2 separate regions of the Mus musculus genome follow, and region 2 is linked to region 1. The links are chromatin contacts, called in public Hi-C maps. All regions are on one chromosome and are shown on one strand. The core of a region is the stretch at or near the end of the contact, and the rest is flanking DNA. Distances in the headings are between cores, read along the strand shown.

Region 1 (7,911 bases), core at 3,556-6,055:
GGACCACGCCGCCTTCAGCAGTGTTTTTCTCTCCCCTCTAGTATTTCCAACTTGGGGATGTTTGGCATCGATGAGTTCGCTGCAGTGATTAACCCGCCTCAGGCCTGTATCTTGGCCGTTGGGAGATTCCGCCCCGTGCTGAAGCTGACGGAGGATGAAGAGGGGAACCCTCAACTGCAGCAGCACCAGCTTATAACGGTCACAATGTCAAGTGACAGCCGAGTGGTTGATGATGAACTAGCTACCAGGTTTCTTGAAACTTTCAAAGCAAACCTAGAGAATCCCATGCGACTTGGGTAGCCTTCAGAGACCAGGCGCTTGATTGGGTGTTCAGTATGGAGTAGATGAAGTGCGTATTTATTTAAGGCGAAAGCTTTGACCTGAGCTGTCTTCCTCTCCCCTGTACATGTACTGTAGAAATGTGTGATGACAAACGGACTAATAAAGAACATTTGGTTGGTCAGATCCACTTTTAACCTCTGGTGCTGTACAGAAGGCATTAAACTAATGTAAACTACATCCTATGTTTGGTTCATTTGAAATTTTGGAATAATTGTGAATGTATGATATTGTAAAATTAAAAAAATATATAGAACTGTCCCTTAATCATATTGACGTTATAACTGGGCTTCAAAGAGATGTCTGTCTATATTGGGGCCTCTCATTTTTTATAAGCTCTTGATATACTTGAACAATTTAATATGTACAGTTAGTTTGCTCTGGATTAGTATATAAGTACATTTTATTAGGGGTTGTGACAACATTATTAAACTTTTGTGTATATAAAGCCAGGTGTCTTAGCTAGATATATTTCCAGTCTTTTAACTTTGACACTGTGAAGCTCTAAGGATACAATAGGAATGAAGACAGAGGAAGAAAAACTAAAGAGTCGTTTGTTCAGAGACCTGACCTTATAAAGTTGGGGGAGCAGCTGGGTTTGTACCTATAACCTCAGCCTTTGAGAGAGATTGAGAAAGGAGGCCCGCTTTGAGGCTAGCTGGGCTACGCGGTGAGGCCCTGTCTCACAGAGGCAGGGAGAGTGTTTTACTGGAAAAGCTGCAGTTGATCTCAAATTGAGCAGCGAGCTTTCATGCTCAGTTGGAATCTAATGAAATAAATTCTCTTAGCATACATTGTAAATTTGTATTGTTTTAAATACAGTATTGTTTGCTGAAGCATTGTAATCAAGTTTGTATTGTACAGTCAAATGTAAGAAAATAAAAAAATTCTAGTCTACTTTGATATGACATGCAAAATAGAAGAGTGGCAAACAAGCTCACCATGGTGGTTTGCGCCTATAATCTTAGTACTTGGAAGACTAAGGCAGGGTTCCCATGAGTTCAAGACTAGCCAGAGCTACAGAGTGAGATCCTGTTTCACAAGAGAGGAGACCTAGGAAGGAGAACAGATGGGAAGTAGTGCTCATCTACTCCATCAGCTGAGCCAAATTGTCCCTCATTATCAGTAACATTAGAACTGCTTCTTTCTGTTGGCAGCTCTGGCAAGATAACGATATTTAAATGAGATGGTAATGAATGGTAATTTAATTCACCAGTTGCAGAAAGTTTCTCCTTAGTGTCAGTTGACATAAATCACCAGAAAAAAGACTCCATGGTACAAGTTGTATTGAGTATGACATGATGAACTATAGCCCTAACAAAGGAGCCTTCAGAAATAATTAGTGCCCCAGTATATCTCTTGTTAAGAAAAATATTTAATTCAGTTATTCGGTTTTAACAAGCCATTTTAAAATGGACTCTTCAAACTTTTGTCAGATTAACTTAAAATTATTACCAAGCACCGTTTTCAAAATAGCTTTTACACTTGCACTACTTTCAAGTTCAGTGTGGCTGAAATGTTTTTAATACTGTGTGAGTGTGTGTTGTGTGGATGTGGATATAGACACATGTTCCCAGGTGTGTAAGGCAGAAAACAACCTTGGATTCTTGCTTTCCACCTTGTTTGATGTATGATCTCTTGCTCACTGCTGTGTACACCAGGCTAGCTCCTGGTAATTGTCTTGTCTCTGCCTCCATCTGCCTGTAAGAACAGGTAGGGTCATGGTGTCTGTCTTTCAGGGTGTTAGGTTTGCATGACGAGTGCTTTTACCCACTGAACCCTCTCCTCAGCCCCCTTTTCTAATTTTGACATCTGAGGACTTGAACATGAGACAGCCATAAGTAGCTCTTTGCTTGCGCTCTGTCTTCTGTGGGCCGGTATCACTAGCAATAATGCCTCCATTTCCTGTAGCTACAAAGGAGGTTGGTCCCCATCCAGCTTGGACAGAGGCACTGTTTATCTGAAGCCATTTATTTCAGTTCGTGGGCAACACAAACCTAGTTGCCTCCCTCTCATGGTTTCTGTGATAGTTAATAAGCAGTGTAGAAGCTTTCCCCGTTTGATCAAAAATAATTCCTCTAGCATCTCTAGCAATTAGATTCCTGTAAGCAAATTGTCATTTATGGAAATAATCCTATTGCAGCATGAGGTCAAGGAATGATCTTGATTTGAAGGAGTGTGGATACATGGTGTGAGCCATGTGTGCATCAGCAAGACTGTCCACCACCACACTCTGTTTATAACAGGCAAATATACTGAGACAAGGAAAACAACCTAAGCATGAATTATGAGGGAAAAGCATCATTCATCTTAGTGTTTAACCATTAGTCATGGAAGTATTAATGAACAGTTACCTCTGTTAGTCAGAATGGGCTGGTTTCTTTAACTACACTTCCTACTTAGTAGCTAAAAATGAGTTTGTCCACTATTTTCTGTCACATTAAAAATGTCTGGGTGCTGCTGACCAGACTTGAATGAAACATTGCCAAGTAATTTATAAATACTGTTAAGAGTGTTCACATAATATCGAATGGAACTTTTTCTTTTTCTTTTGTTTTTTACTTATTTGCACTCTGAACCTACCTTTACCAGTAATTGTTTAAGCAAAACATAAGTTCTGGAAAAGAAGCCTTGTTTCCCTACTTTGAAAGGTAGGTGGTGCTATGAGTTAATATATTGTCATCCAAATAGAGAAACTGCATGGCTTTCGGTCTCAGCTTTCAAAGACATTCTGTTCTCATGACAAGGTTGTGTCATGATGGACGCGGGCTCCCTTCGCAAAGTGAAGAAATGAACTTATGCAGATTAAAAATTACACTTGAAACAAGTGCTATGAATGGGAAGCACTGGATTTTTAGAAGGGAGTAACAATACAGAAAGACTTTAAAATTAATCTGGCCATGATTCCAAGTGGGTTACAACAAAGGATGTGGGGCAGCAGGAAACAGCTGCAGGGTTTATACTAACTGAAGTATGACTGACTCTGGATCGCCATTACCTCAGGGCTTTTAATGAAGAAGGACAAGGAAGTGTGTCCTCCATGCCAGGCTGCTGTATGTGTGTTGTGAATGCAAGGTAGGCGTGTGCTTTCGAGACAGCGCCATAAGATGAGTGGAATTCCCTCCAGGACAGTTTCTGGAGGCTCACTATTGCCACTTGAAGAGGAGTGAGGTGCTTATATGTGATACAGCAAGTAGCATGGTTTCAGGACACATCTAAACTTGTAAATAAAAGAGTGATCGTCTCATAAAGACATTTTGAATAGTTCTGCATGGTTATTTGCCTTTCTGGCATCTGCATTGGTTTTGGAAGGAGGCAATTGGAACAAAGTAGTTTATCTTCTAAGTTATAGAACAATGAGGAGCCTCTTTAATTAAAAATAGTTTAGATAAACATATTTGGTGCCCACAGAGGCCAGAAAAGGCCATTGGATTGCCTGGAACTGGAGTTTCGGGCACTTGTGAGCAGCCATGTGAGTGCTGAGAACTGATCTTGGGACCTTTGCAAGAGCAGCTAACCACTGAACCATTTCTTAAGCACCCTTAATTGAAATTTGCTAAAGTCGTTTGCAGATGAACTTTGGAAAGTTACTGTTAGTTTGTGTCTTTGATCATATAGTTTATTTTCACAAATTAGAAGTCACTTCCCTGATTTTCCAACTCTGAGCCACCTTTTTCTTTCTGAGAAAGTGAGTATTGTCAATGCTCCTTGATTTAAACTATACCACCAAGGACATAAGTTTAAGGGAAATATAGGTTTCTGTTAAAAGTTGAGAGAACATTAGGACGATCAGTCAAGATTTTCTCATCTAAATGTATTTAAATTTTTTTCTTTATGAGATTCATAGTTATTCTTGTCACAGACAAGTAGATCTTTAAAGATTTGTCTGTTGTGGCCAAATGAGATACACATTAGTCAAGCCTTTATAAAGCATAAACTGGACACAAGGTTAAGTTTTTATGTGTATGTTACACTTAAACTTTGTATAGGGTCTCAATGTATGTAGCCCTGGTTATCCAGGAACTCCCTTTGTAGACCAGGCAGACCTCAAACTCAGATCTACCTACCTCTGCCTCCCTAGTGCTGGGATTAAAGGTGTGCACCACCACCTCTTGGCCCCACTTACTTTCTATCCGTGGCCCCTCAGTCCGCTTGGCAGAGAATACTACTTATCAGGAAGCTACAGGATAGAGCTTGGTAGATGATCACCCCTCCCAGTGCCTTAGCTTCTGCTCTGTGGGAACATCCTTTTCTAAGAATTCATTTAATCTGCATGCTTGCTCATCAGGAGGAGTATTTTCTGCCTAGTGTCAGCCTAGTTTAAAATTACTAGGCTTTTGGCAGTAAGCTTATCCTGTGTCTTAATAATTCTTATCTATGGAGGAGGGGAAAGATCCTCTGTGTGGCAACTGCTTATCTTACATCATCTCTTCAGTTCTGTGTGGGAGGTGTATCTTGCTTTATAGCAGCCCTCCTTTATAGTCTTAGATAACGTGTACAGACTCAGAGACTACATGAACTGAGCTAAGCTCTAAGAGCTGCATCTGGGATTGAGCCTATATCCATGTGGTACAAAGCTTTAACAACATTACACACAACATTCTCAGGTGGACATTGGCTGAGCTCGTTCTACTGAAGTTCTTCAGCGATGTCACTTCATGTACAGTGAGACCTATAAAAAGTTTAAGTACAACATACAAATAAAAACATGTACACTTGGCTCGTATTTTCTTTGTAGTTCCTTTCTGTGTCCTGGTTAGATTGCACATGAGGTACTGAGGGATTTTTGGTTTGTTTCCATTAAAAATACATCTGTGAAGTACTAAAATCAAGAGTCATGACTTACATATAACTCCCAGTGACAGCCTTAATAAAACTGAAGCGTAAAACATTTAAGGAGGTAGTTCTTAATCTTCCTAATGCTGCGACATTTTATTAGGTTGTGACCAACCCCCAACCATGAAGTTACTTCATTGCTATTTAATAACTTTACTCCTGCTACTGTTATGAATCATAATATAAATATCTGATATGCATGATATCTGAATTGTGATCCCCAAAGGATCTATGACCCACAGTTTGAGAACCATTGATTTAGGGCTTGGTGCCTCTAGGAATAAAATATATCGATAAGCCGATGGTACTTGTGTGTGGTCCCAGCTGCAGAGGAACAGATGCGGGAAGATCACTGGAGTGCACATATTAGAGACCATCCTGGACAACAAGAGGAGAGTAACAGCAAACAAACTCATCCAGACAGAATAGCATGCAGCATTCGGGAAGAGGTGGCAAGAGGATCATGACTTGCAGGCCAATCTGGGTCTCACAGTAGGTACCATCCTGTTCTGTCTCCAGAAGGAAAAGTAATTAAAACATAAATTTAATAAAGAGCATTTTAGTTTTGAATTCTGCTCCATGTTCAGAACTCAAAAATAGTTACCTTAGTTTCAATCCCAGTTGCTCCTGTCTTCTATATGAATAACTACATTAGCCTCCAATCTTAGTCAAGGGCTAATAGCAGATTACAGAGTTCATTGACTTACCCAGACCAGATATATGCATAGCCACCAAATAAGTAAGCAGTCCTCCAGGACACAGGTGAGGGCAGGAGGCCTGGAGCACATGGTGTGTGTATTGGGCAGAGCATTAGTGGGTGATTACCAGGCCAAGTGAGGGTTGCCTTCCAGGGCTTTGCAGAACCAGCATCACTTTCTCTACTAATGAGTCATGCAGCAGCTGGACTCTGCAGTCATCTTGCTGTCTTCCATTGAAGTTTAGCCTCATGTTTATTGTAAAGGAGAAATGACAGATAAGACACTTGAGATTTGTAAAGCAGGCAGAAGAATTTAAGGGTAAATTTAAGGCTGAGTGACTGGTGGTGATGCAGAGAAGTGAAATGTCATTAATTTGAAGTAAGACATAATGGTAAAATGTTTGCGGATCTATCCCATTGTAGATGTGATGATTTTGTCAACTTGAAATGGTTTAGAATTATCTGGGAAGGGAGTCTCAATGAGGGACTCAGCTCCGTGGATATGCCTCATTTCTGTAGTTGGTTCACTGAGGTGGAAAGACCCCACTCTAACCCAACCTTTCATAAGCTAGGTCTTAAACTGAATGAAAAAGAGCAAACTGACCACTAGCATGCATTAGTTTCTCGCACTGTGCCCTTGACTGTGGGTGTCACCTGTTATGGTTTGAAGAAGAGTGGCCCCACAGGCTAATATATTTGAATGCTTTGTCACCGGGGAGTGGAACTCTTCGATAGAACTAGGATTAGGAAATGTGGCTTTGTTGTCACTGGGAATGGCTTTTAAGGTTTCAAAAGTCTGTGCCAGGCTCAGCATCATAGTCTCTCTGCCTATAGATCAGGATATAGCACTCAGCTATTGCTCCGTGGCTGCCTGTTGCATGCCAACTACTTCCACCATTGATGATAATGGACTAAACCTCTAAAACTGTAAGCAAGCCCCCAGTTGAATGCTTTCCATCATAAGAGTTGACTTGGCCATGGTGTCTCTTCTTAGCAACAGAACACTGACTAAGACATCGTATGACCAGTCTTTCCGAGTCCCTTCTGATGCATCATCCCTGCAATGCTGGATATAACCTGGGATCCGTGAACCAAGTAACACTTTCCTTCCTTAAATCATTTTGGTCACAATAGTTTATTTTAGCAACAAGAAAAGAATAAGACAGCCTACTAATGGGGGAATAACAAATAAATGTCATTTGTTTCAACATAGTAAATGACCTGACATTTGTCAAATGATAAGTATAATGTGGATGTTAAAAGACATTCTTCATTCAGCATTTGTGAACATCTTTGTGTCTAGCCGAAGCCCTTAACTGAGGTCAACTTAAATAGCAAGCAGTATTTATGGAGACAATTTAGCAAGTTCTGTAATCAGAGCGCTGTGCAAGGAAGGAGGAGATTTTATAGGGGAGGTGACACTTGAGGCAGGTTATTTAATTACTAGTTACAATAACCCCCCATCCCACACTTTTCTTGTTTCTTTAATTTTAGTAACCAAATATACCAGTTTGTTTTCCAAGACCTTGTCTTGTACCTGTTCAATAACTTAAATTCCAGGGTCAAAATGTTTTATGCCATACAATTACAATGAAAATATTCTTGGCCAGGTCAGAAGCCTAAAGAAAGGTGGATTCATTTAGGAATAAGCATTCCTCCTTCTTGATTTAATTGAAATTCGTTTTACTTTCTCTATTGTCCTACCTCTTCTCTAACCTCTAAATTGATTAGGGAAATATATATATCCTAGCCCTAGCCTAACCTGTCTTAGTCAGGGTTTCTATTCCTGCACAAACATCATGACCAAGAAACAAGTTGGGGAGGAAAGGGTTTATTCAACTTACACTTCCATACTGCTGCTCATCAGCAAGGAAGTCAGGACTGGAACTCAAGCAGGTCAGGAAGCAGGAGCTGATGCAGAGGCCATGGAGGGATGTTCTTTACTGGCTTGCCTCTCCTGGCTTGCTCAGCCTGCTCTCTTATAGAAGCAAGACTGCCAGCCCAGGGATGGCACCACCCACAAGGGGCCTTTCCCCCTT
Region 2 (7,911 bases), core at 3,130-5,629, 330 kb before region 1:
ACTTACATACATATGTATATATGTGTACACACATACATATATACATACATACACGCATTATATAAAATATAGTAAATATATAATATGTATGTATATGTACACACACACACACACCTGTACCTAGTGACCTACCTTCTACTAGGGACCACCCGCTAAACTTTTGAACCATCCTTAAGCTATGCCACCAGGTGGGGACTTGTATTCAGAACATAAAACTGAGGGTGGCACTTTTCAAATTCAAACTCTAACATGCTTCTCTCTGACCAAGAATGGACTGAGCATTTGTAGTTTTCCGTGTATTGTTTGGGGATGATGAGTTATATACAAATGTCCCTTGCCTGGAAGAGTCTCCATATTATGTTGTGTAGTGTGTCACTCACTGAGTGAGTAAGACCCAAACACAGTTACTGCCTTTAATAGCACACAGCCTGACAACCTCAGCTGCAATGCAAACAGGGTCCCAAACCAAAGGGAAGTACAGGGAAGTTCTAGAATTGTACACAAGTCTCATAGTCACAGTTACAGGACTGTCCTTGACTTGTTGGATATACTAAAAGCAGCAAGATGTTTGATTGTCCCCAAACTAGGATATGGATTTCTAAGGAGACAAAACCACTTTTAGAGTGGCCCAATTCTCTGTTGCTACCAGAAATTGTAGTCTTCAGGAACAAGTGAAACTTGTTTTGACATTTGAAACTGGATTTATATTTTATTAAAATTTAGATATTGTGCCAAATCATTTAACTTCATGGATTATCAGTCAATGTTTAAAAACCTTTATGTAGTCAGAACACAGACATGTTGCCTGGATTTCCTATGTCACATTTGTTAGAACATGATTTGAAAAGAGGACTTGTCTCTCAGAAGCAGTCGGTAAGCACTTGATGTGGGCCTCTGCTTTTCAGTTTGAAAAGAGAGTATAGGCACTGAAGACCCCATTCATGGCTCTTGACTGGGGTTCCCCTGAGGATGACCCTGGAACCCAGATGCAAGTATTTGTGACCTTTCCAAAACTGTCAAGTAGACAGGACAGGGACCAAAGAATGAAAAAAGAGTGTTGCGGTGACACAGAGTTGTTCTTTAAAGACAAAACCTTCTATTTCCTGGTCTTAGAGTGGTTGTAACTGCATGAAGAAAGCAAGTCCCATTCAGAAATATGTGGCTAGGCCTTGGCTGATGGACAGAAAGTGTAAAGACAACTTGCAGATGGCACTGAGAGACACAATCCTCTTTACTATAACTCCTCTAGAGTTGACTCAATACTTTTGCTGGCTTTTGCCCTGTTGGGATCTTTAGGTCCATGAGTAGTCAATGTGTTACTGTAGATTGTGAATGCATACACTTTTTCGTTGTTGTTTTTAAGAGTGTGATCCAAATCCTCCTTTCTGTTACTAAGTAGGAAGCAACTGAGAGAACAAAGCTCTCTACAGTGTCAATGATGCGAGTAACTTCTTTGCTGACCTAAAGGGAAGTTTTCAAAGACCACGAGGCTATTTCCCCAGGTTTTGGTGGATTAGCCACAAATACACATTGGAATTTAGACAGCAGTATTTATATTTCTCCACCACTTAAAAATAATTCTAAAATAAAGCTCAGTAAACTATAGTCTGGGGCCAATATCTGAACTCCCCCTGTTTTTGTAAGTAAAGACCCCATACAGGTGTAAACCCAAATATTAGTGTCCAGCCCCTTATTGGAAAAGGATTGTTAACCCAGGGCCTGTTTGTATTTTAGTAATGAATTATCATTCACCTAAAGGGATTAGACTGAATTACCCAATAACATGGCAGGTGTGAGGGGGCAGGTCTTTAGAATTCTTATTCTCCCCTAATGAGGGTTCTCTTCTCCAAGGCAAACCCAGCCCACCCTTGCAAGCGATGTTCCTCATTTCTTCTGAAAAGCTCCCCATTTCCCCTCTCCTTTTAGTTTCTCCTTCCTGTTCACTTAGAGGTGGGACTGGGGCACATGGCAGGAGCTTAGAACTGTCAGCTTCTAACTCCTGTGGACTTGGCCGATACCTGAGCACACCTGGTGCCTCATCGAGGCCAGGTGTTCCGGGTTCCTGGTTGGCTCTGCTGCCTGGCACCATGGAGGGTGGGGAAGGGCAGAACGGCCAATGTGATGATGTCCTGGTCATTGGGAAATCTCGTGTTGGAGAGGAGGCAAGGGTGGAGGGCACACCTATAGATCGGCTTGTGCTGGAGTTGGGGAGTAGAGAGAGATAGAGAGAAGCCCCTGGGCTCATGGGAAGTCTTGGCCATGGAGCACTGAGTAAGAACTGCTGACTGAAAGGGCAGAAGGAGGCAGTTGGGTCAGGCTCGGAACAGGTGCTGTAGATGAATGAACCAGGCTGAGGTCAAAGGTCTTGTTACGATCCCCCATGTACCTCCTGTACTCCAGTCCTGGCATAAACGATAGGTTATTGCGTGTAATGAACAAAATCCATGTTTTTAGTCCCTGAAATTTCTAGTGAGAGAAGGTGGCAGTCTGGATGGTAGGGTAACATAGTAGGTGGCCCAGATCACAGAGCAGGACAGGAGCCTCTTGCAAGGTCTGAGCAAGGGTGTGTTTTGCTCTGAGTTACATCTTCCAAATATGGCTCTAGCTGCCATACGGGAGACCAGGTCAGAGGCTATTGGAATCGTCTGCAGGAGGGTAGCTGGGAAGAAGCATATTCTAAATTTGCTACGGAGGCAGGCAAGCTTCTCAGAGGCTGGCCTTGGGTGGGATGGAAGAACTCAGGGATGAATCCAGTGTAGTGATTTGGAGTATGGGAGGAAGAGGGTAGAATTACCATTTACTGGGATGGGAAAACTTGTGAACCAGTTGGTCAGTCATGAGTTTGGGTGTGGACATGCCAACTGTCACGTTGCAGATGCTCAGGAGAAGCCGTTGTGAGCGTGGTGTATAGGGGGAGAGGTGGGCTGTGGGTCTCCATTTGGGAATCATCAGCCTAGAGATGGTACTTAGACGCTGAATTGTTTCTTCACAGAGGGAGGGTGGATGCAGAAGAGTAGAGCATGAGAGTACAGGTTTCAGGTCATGATGTTCAGAGGGTGGGGCATCAGGAGGACAGCTGGTATTTATAAACACTAGAACGAGAATATGAGAATCGATATCAGGACATTTACCAAAGCACTATCTGGTAGGGGGTGACAGAACAAGTCCACAGAAAGCTCTCCCAACGGTACAACAGATCCAGGCTGGTGGCCCCATCACCGCCAAGCAAGGGTGATGCTGTGCCCTGCTGTGCTGCTCTCTCAAAAAATGTGAGCGTTGTCTCTAAGCCAATTGTAAATGATGGCCAGGGTCATAGGGTTTTCTAACATGCTGGGCAGTCAGGCAAACAGCTGTAGGAGTGGTTGCAGGGAGACTGGGGGGCTGTAGGTGACAGGCAGGGATAACTCGGGGTGACAGACTCTCTAGCTGCTCCCCAGAAGCCATAGTTATGGGAGAAGCCATAGTTTCCTCAGAAGCACTTGGCACGTTGTCCGGACAGCAAGAGAAGCCAGTGCTGCCATTGATAGCTGTGTGACTTCAGGAAAATTGCTCAATGTCTCCCAAGCTCTATTTCCTCGTCGCTCATGACTAATAATTCCGTCCATGGGGGTATTTGTAAAGATTAAAGAATGTTAAGTACATTAATGCGTGTAGTGAACTGCAAAGCTATATGCAAATACAAGCGTTGGAACTAAGGAGGTCTGTGATTCCTGGCTCCATTTACACAAGAATGGATTGTCACACTTTGCATAAGTGATGGGTTTTCCTTTCTGAAGTTACTTCTTTGAGATCCCTAATCCTTACCATTGGGAGAAAGACTGGGGTTAGGAGAGAGGAGAAGGGTAACACAGGAGGTGAATGACCAAAGCACATTAATACATGTTTGAAAACATCTTAATGACACCCATTATTTTGTACAATGAGTTAGGCTGGTGGGGGGGAGACAAAATCGATATTTTAGAGAAAAAAAAAAGCTTCACAAACTGAAAGTGTCTTCCATTATTTGCTTTAGAGTTAAAGCATGAGCCACCATCCTTGGACTGGGAACACAAGAAAGACATTTCACTTCCCCCATCAATGATTTCTCTCTCCCTCCGGTTCCTTATCTGCCTCCTCCTTATCTCAGAAAAGCCTTTAGCCGGTTGCCAGGAGAGATGGCTGATCTTTCTCTTCTGCCTCCCGCAATGCTGATAAAAAGCAGGAGGGGGCACAAGGGATGGAAACAATTCTGGTCCTGCCAGCCTCAGTCCAAGGAGCATTTTAGGCCAGGGGATGGGGTTCCCCTGCTGGGGGCGGGGAGATCAGTAGGTCTGTGTGTTCCAGTCTCGACAGTCCAAAACCCTCTCTTGACATTGGGAAAGTCAGTGAGTTGGATTCAAGCTTTAGGGACTCTTTGGCTGCAGTCTGGTTACTTCTGCATGCAGCCACTAGATGGCAATGTCTTCCTAACCCTAAAGCAAGGTTTTGCTTTGGAAAAATGCCAAGTTTTAACACAGACAAACCACACACACACACACACACAGACACACAGACACACAGACACACAGACACACACAGACACACACACACACACACACACAGACACACAGACACACAGACACACACACACACACACACACACAGAGACACACACACACACACACACACACACACACACACACACACTTGTTCTCCCCTAAAGTGCAAAATAATATCCATATCAATAGGGAAGCAAAGAACGTTCTTTCTGAAAACTCTGGGTAAGTTAGTGATGCAGACAGACAGGGCACCTGCTGGAAGGAGGCATATTTGTGAGGACTGAGGTCTTCATTGAAGATGTCTTCAGTGGCTGCAGACAGTGTCATCAGGGAGCTATGGGAACTGTTGGGTATTAGGAAGCTGCAGAGGTCATGGAGATGTGCCCTAGATGGAAGGTTTGTGTGAAGAACCCTGCAAAACTCTGGCCCATGCCAAGTGCCGCCTGGCCTTGCAGAAGTTGGCCTTGCAGACACATGCCCAGGGCTGGCTGTTAAGACTGTCCTGGCAGAATCAAGGACCTCCTTTGCAGGCAAGGAATTCAGAGAGAGACAGTGCGATGGGAGCCTTCTCTTGTAGATGGGGAAACTGAGGTCAGAGCAAGGAAGGTCTCTGGAGTCTGTCTTCTTGCTAAGTTTCTTTGCATGTAAACAGCCCAATTGACTTTAAATGGCTTTTCCCAATGTCTCATGCTCTTTGATGAGCTAGCATAGCTTCTTAAGCTTCCTGGCTCCAGCTTGCCAAGCGCCAGTGTCTATGCAAACCCGGGCATGCTGCAGTGGTTGAGGTTCCAATAGCAGATGAATATGTTCAAAGCCATCCAGCAGCCAAGTGATCCGGTAGAGGAGAAAAGTCATTCCAAGTAATCGCTTATTAACTCGCCAAGCAATCTCACATCTCACCGTAGATGCTTTGCAGCTAATAATGATAATAATAAGTACTTATTTAGTGCTTCTTGTAGATCAGTCTCCATTTTAATCAGTTAGTATCATAGAGCCACATTATTCCAACAACACCATGAAATAGATCCTACTGCCATTTTTTTGAGTCAGGAGCTGTCTGTCTATACAGCTCAGGCTGTCCTGGAACACAGGAGAAATGCCCCCCCCCCCCCCCGCCTCAGTTTCCACAGTGCTTGGATTACCGATATCTGCTGACAAATTTGGTTCAGTTATTACTCTGTCTGTGTTACAGGTCCAATAGGGTAAATCAGAGAAGGTAAATAACTCGCCTACGGTTACACAGCTGGAAGGCACAGAGCCAACATCACACCCTGCTTTGCCTAACTCCAGAGCAGATCTTTTAGCATTCCTGCCATGAAGTTGCTTATGACACTTTCTCCCATGTGTAGGCTCTGACAGAGGCACTTGTCAGAGTTTCGGACCAGAGCACCAGTCAGCATCTTATCATTTTCCGATTGTGACATGGTGGCCCAGGGGTGGTGAGCAGGCTCAGGGCTTGGAGACTTGGTGGCTTCCAAGTCACACCTACAGGCTACTCAGAACGTGAACGTGTGGGACGAAAGAGTTGCTTGTAGACAGAGGCCAGCACCAACAGGCAAGACACTGCTGGATCTGTTTGGGGGCAAGCACAGGAGGAGTGGGTATCTCAGGGGACAAAAGGACAATAGCACAAAGAGGTAGTCTGTGTATAAAGGGCCACCCTGTTCTGGGGTCTGAGTGTCACCTTGATACAAAAGGACTTAGCATGTGGCAGTAAGGACTGACTACTCCATCTCCATCTTGTGGGAGACAGTGTCTCAAATGAAGAAATAGATGCCATGGGCTAGGCGTGTAACATGGTGGAAGGGTTCTTGCTTAGCATGTGTGAAGGTCTGGGGTCCCTTGGCACTAGAAACAAAAACAGAAACGAGGAACACAGAGGCCAGATTAAAAATGGGCTTCAAAAATCCAGGTTCCTGTTTTACCACAAAAGGCTATGACATTGAAGTGGAAGCATGTGAGATGCAGATGACTAGTCACCGGCTGCCAGTGCCGAAGTTACTGGTACACAAGTAGTACCGAGATTTCCAGTCCGACAGACTGGATTCCCAGATCCACGCCACCCTCTTTTACATTATGACCCTTGGGCAAACTATCTAGTGTCTACTGAGTCTCTATTTCCTCATATTTAAAAGAGGGAAAATTCAATATCTGCCCCAACGTTGCTGAGAGCACTAAACAGATGAAGTACACAACGTACCTGGTTGGCCACACTGTCTGGCTGCCGTGCCTAATAAACAGTAATGGGGATGATGAGGACGGTTGCTATACAGGCCCACCCTGGAAGTCTTGTTATACAAGTCTGGCAACCCGAGTTCAATCCCCAGGACCCACGTAAAAAAAGTGTCCACAAAAATGTCCTCTGATCTCTACAATTGTGTCATGGCACATCATATACCCTTATCTTATCTATGGATGAACACACACACACACACACACACAGAGTAGTAAAAAAATAAATATATATATATATATTTAAAGGGACCAGAAATAGAAGAGAATAAAAGAAGGAAACTCCCTAAGGACACCTCTTTCCAAGAAGAGAAACCATGATTCTATAATAGGTTTGAAAAACCAAGTATGGCTTTCTTGATGATATGCTAGTACCAGGATGTAAAAAAAGCCAGAGAGAGTCATAGTAATTGCTGGATCCACCTGCATACTACTCAGTCCTCCTCCACGCACCTGCCACACAGGCTGAGGTTCTACCATGAGGACAGTAATCAGGTAGAAGGGTCTGCAATGTTCTCATTCTCCACATTTAACTTCAGGCTGCCTGTTCTTGATATAAACACAAATGAGAGCTGACAACTCATTTTCTTCTTTTGTATTACAGAAGGGACCTGTTATTGTGGAAGACTGGGAAAAAAATAGGCTAGGCAAAATTAGGAAGATACTACAGCCTGAAACCCAGTCATCTGCATGTAACTACCATTAGAATGTTGGCCTTCACTTTGTCATTTCCTTTTATCAAAATGGTTTTCTCTTGTGGAATGTAATATTATGTACACCACTACTTTTCCTTTTTGGATAATGATTTTTAACTCTCCCCTAGGAAATCTTTTCCCAGAGTTGTGAAGAATTTGCCTAAACCCTTTTATAAAATGTGTATGTTAATAATCCACCTCCAAGCTGATCTCTGTGTATGGCAGATAGAAGAAGGAACAAGTTCTATTTCCTTTTCAAATGAATTTTCAGTGACAACCAAGCCATGTTCTCTCCAGCATTTCTCAGTTTGACCTTTTCTCGAAAACTCTGTTGGCCACACATGGGCGGATCTCTCCACTGGTTGCTGCTGTGATCCAGCAGTCTGTCTGCATGCTGTCTATAAAGGAAGAGGCTATGCTTTTCTGCGAGGTATCTGCATGCTGTCTATAAAGGAAGAGGCTATGCT

The links. A called contact is a pair of places that touch in the nucleus more often than the background predicts.
Region 2: a contact with region 1 is called in a Hi-C map of the G1E-ER4 cell line, with 5 times the contacts expected there. The contact joins two enhancer-like sites. A contact is called at or near these places in 1 of 39 promoter capture datasets (the 3T3-L1 cell line), 26 of 484 Hi-C or Micro-C datasets (3T3-L1-derived adipocytes, the AML12 cell line, the G1E-ER4 cell line and 19 more), 3 of 115 datasets of contacts at active chromatin or transcription factors (astrocytes, cardiomyocytes and pancreatic cancer cells) and 1 of 9 other capture datasets (embryonic stem cells).

What each region holds. Positions count from the first base shown.
Region 1 is chr2:103,014,400-103,022,310 of GRCm38.p6, reverse strand. It overlaps Pdhx (pyruvate dehydrogenase complex, component X), which reads left to right. Exons shown (of 11, transcript NM_175094.5): 11 at 42-1,256. The coding sequence ends at 300. Among named protein-coding and RNA genes, the nearest start is that of Pdhx, 55 kb to the left of the region's middle. Within about 2 kb of position 4,805, at least 18 of the 459 cell types and tissues checked have an H3K27ac peak or open chromatin away from gene starts, as enhancers often do. A contact at or near this core is called in the G1E-ER4 cell line and pancreatic cancer cells, where this site is marked.
Region 2 is chr2:103,344,014-103,351,924 of GRCm38.p6, reverse strand. The region is part of intron 1 of A930006I01Rik (RIKEN cDNA A930006I01 gene); the gene reads left to right. Among named protein-coding and RNA genes, the nearest start is that of A930006I01Rik, 25 kb to the left of the region's middle. Within about 2 kb of position 4,379, at least 34 of the 459 cell types and tissues checked have an H3K27ac peak or open chromatin away from gene starts, as enhancers often do. A contact at or near this core is called in the G1E-ER4 cell line and pancreatic cancer cells, where this site is marked.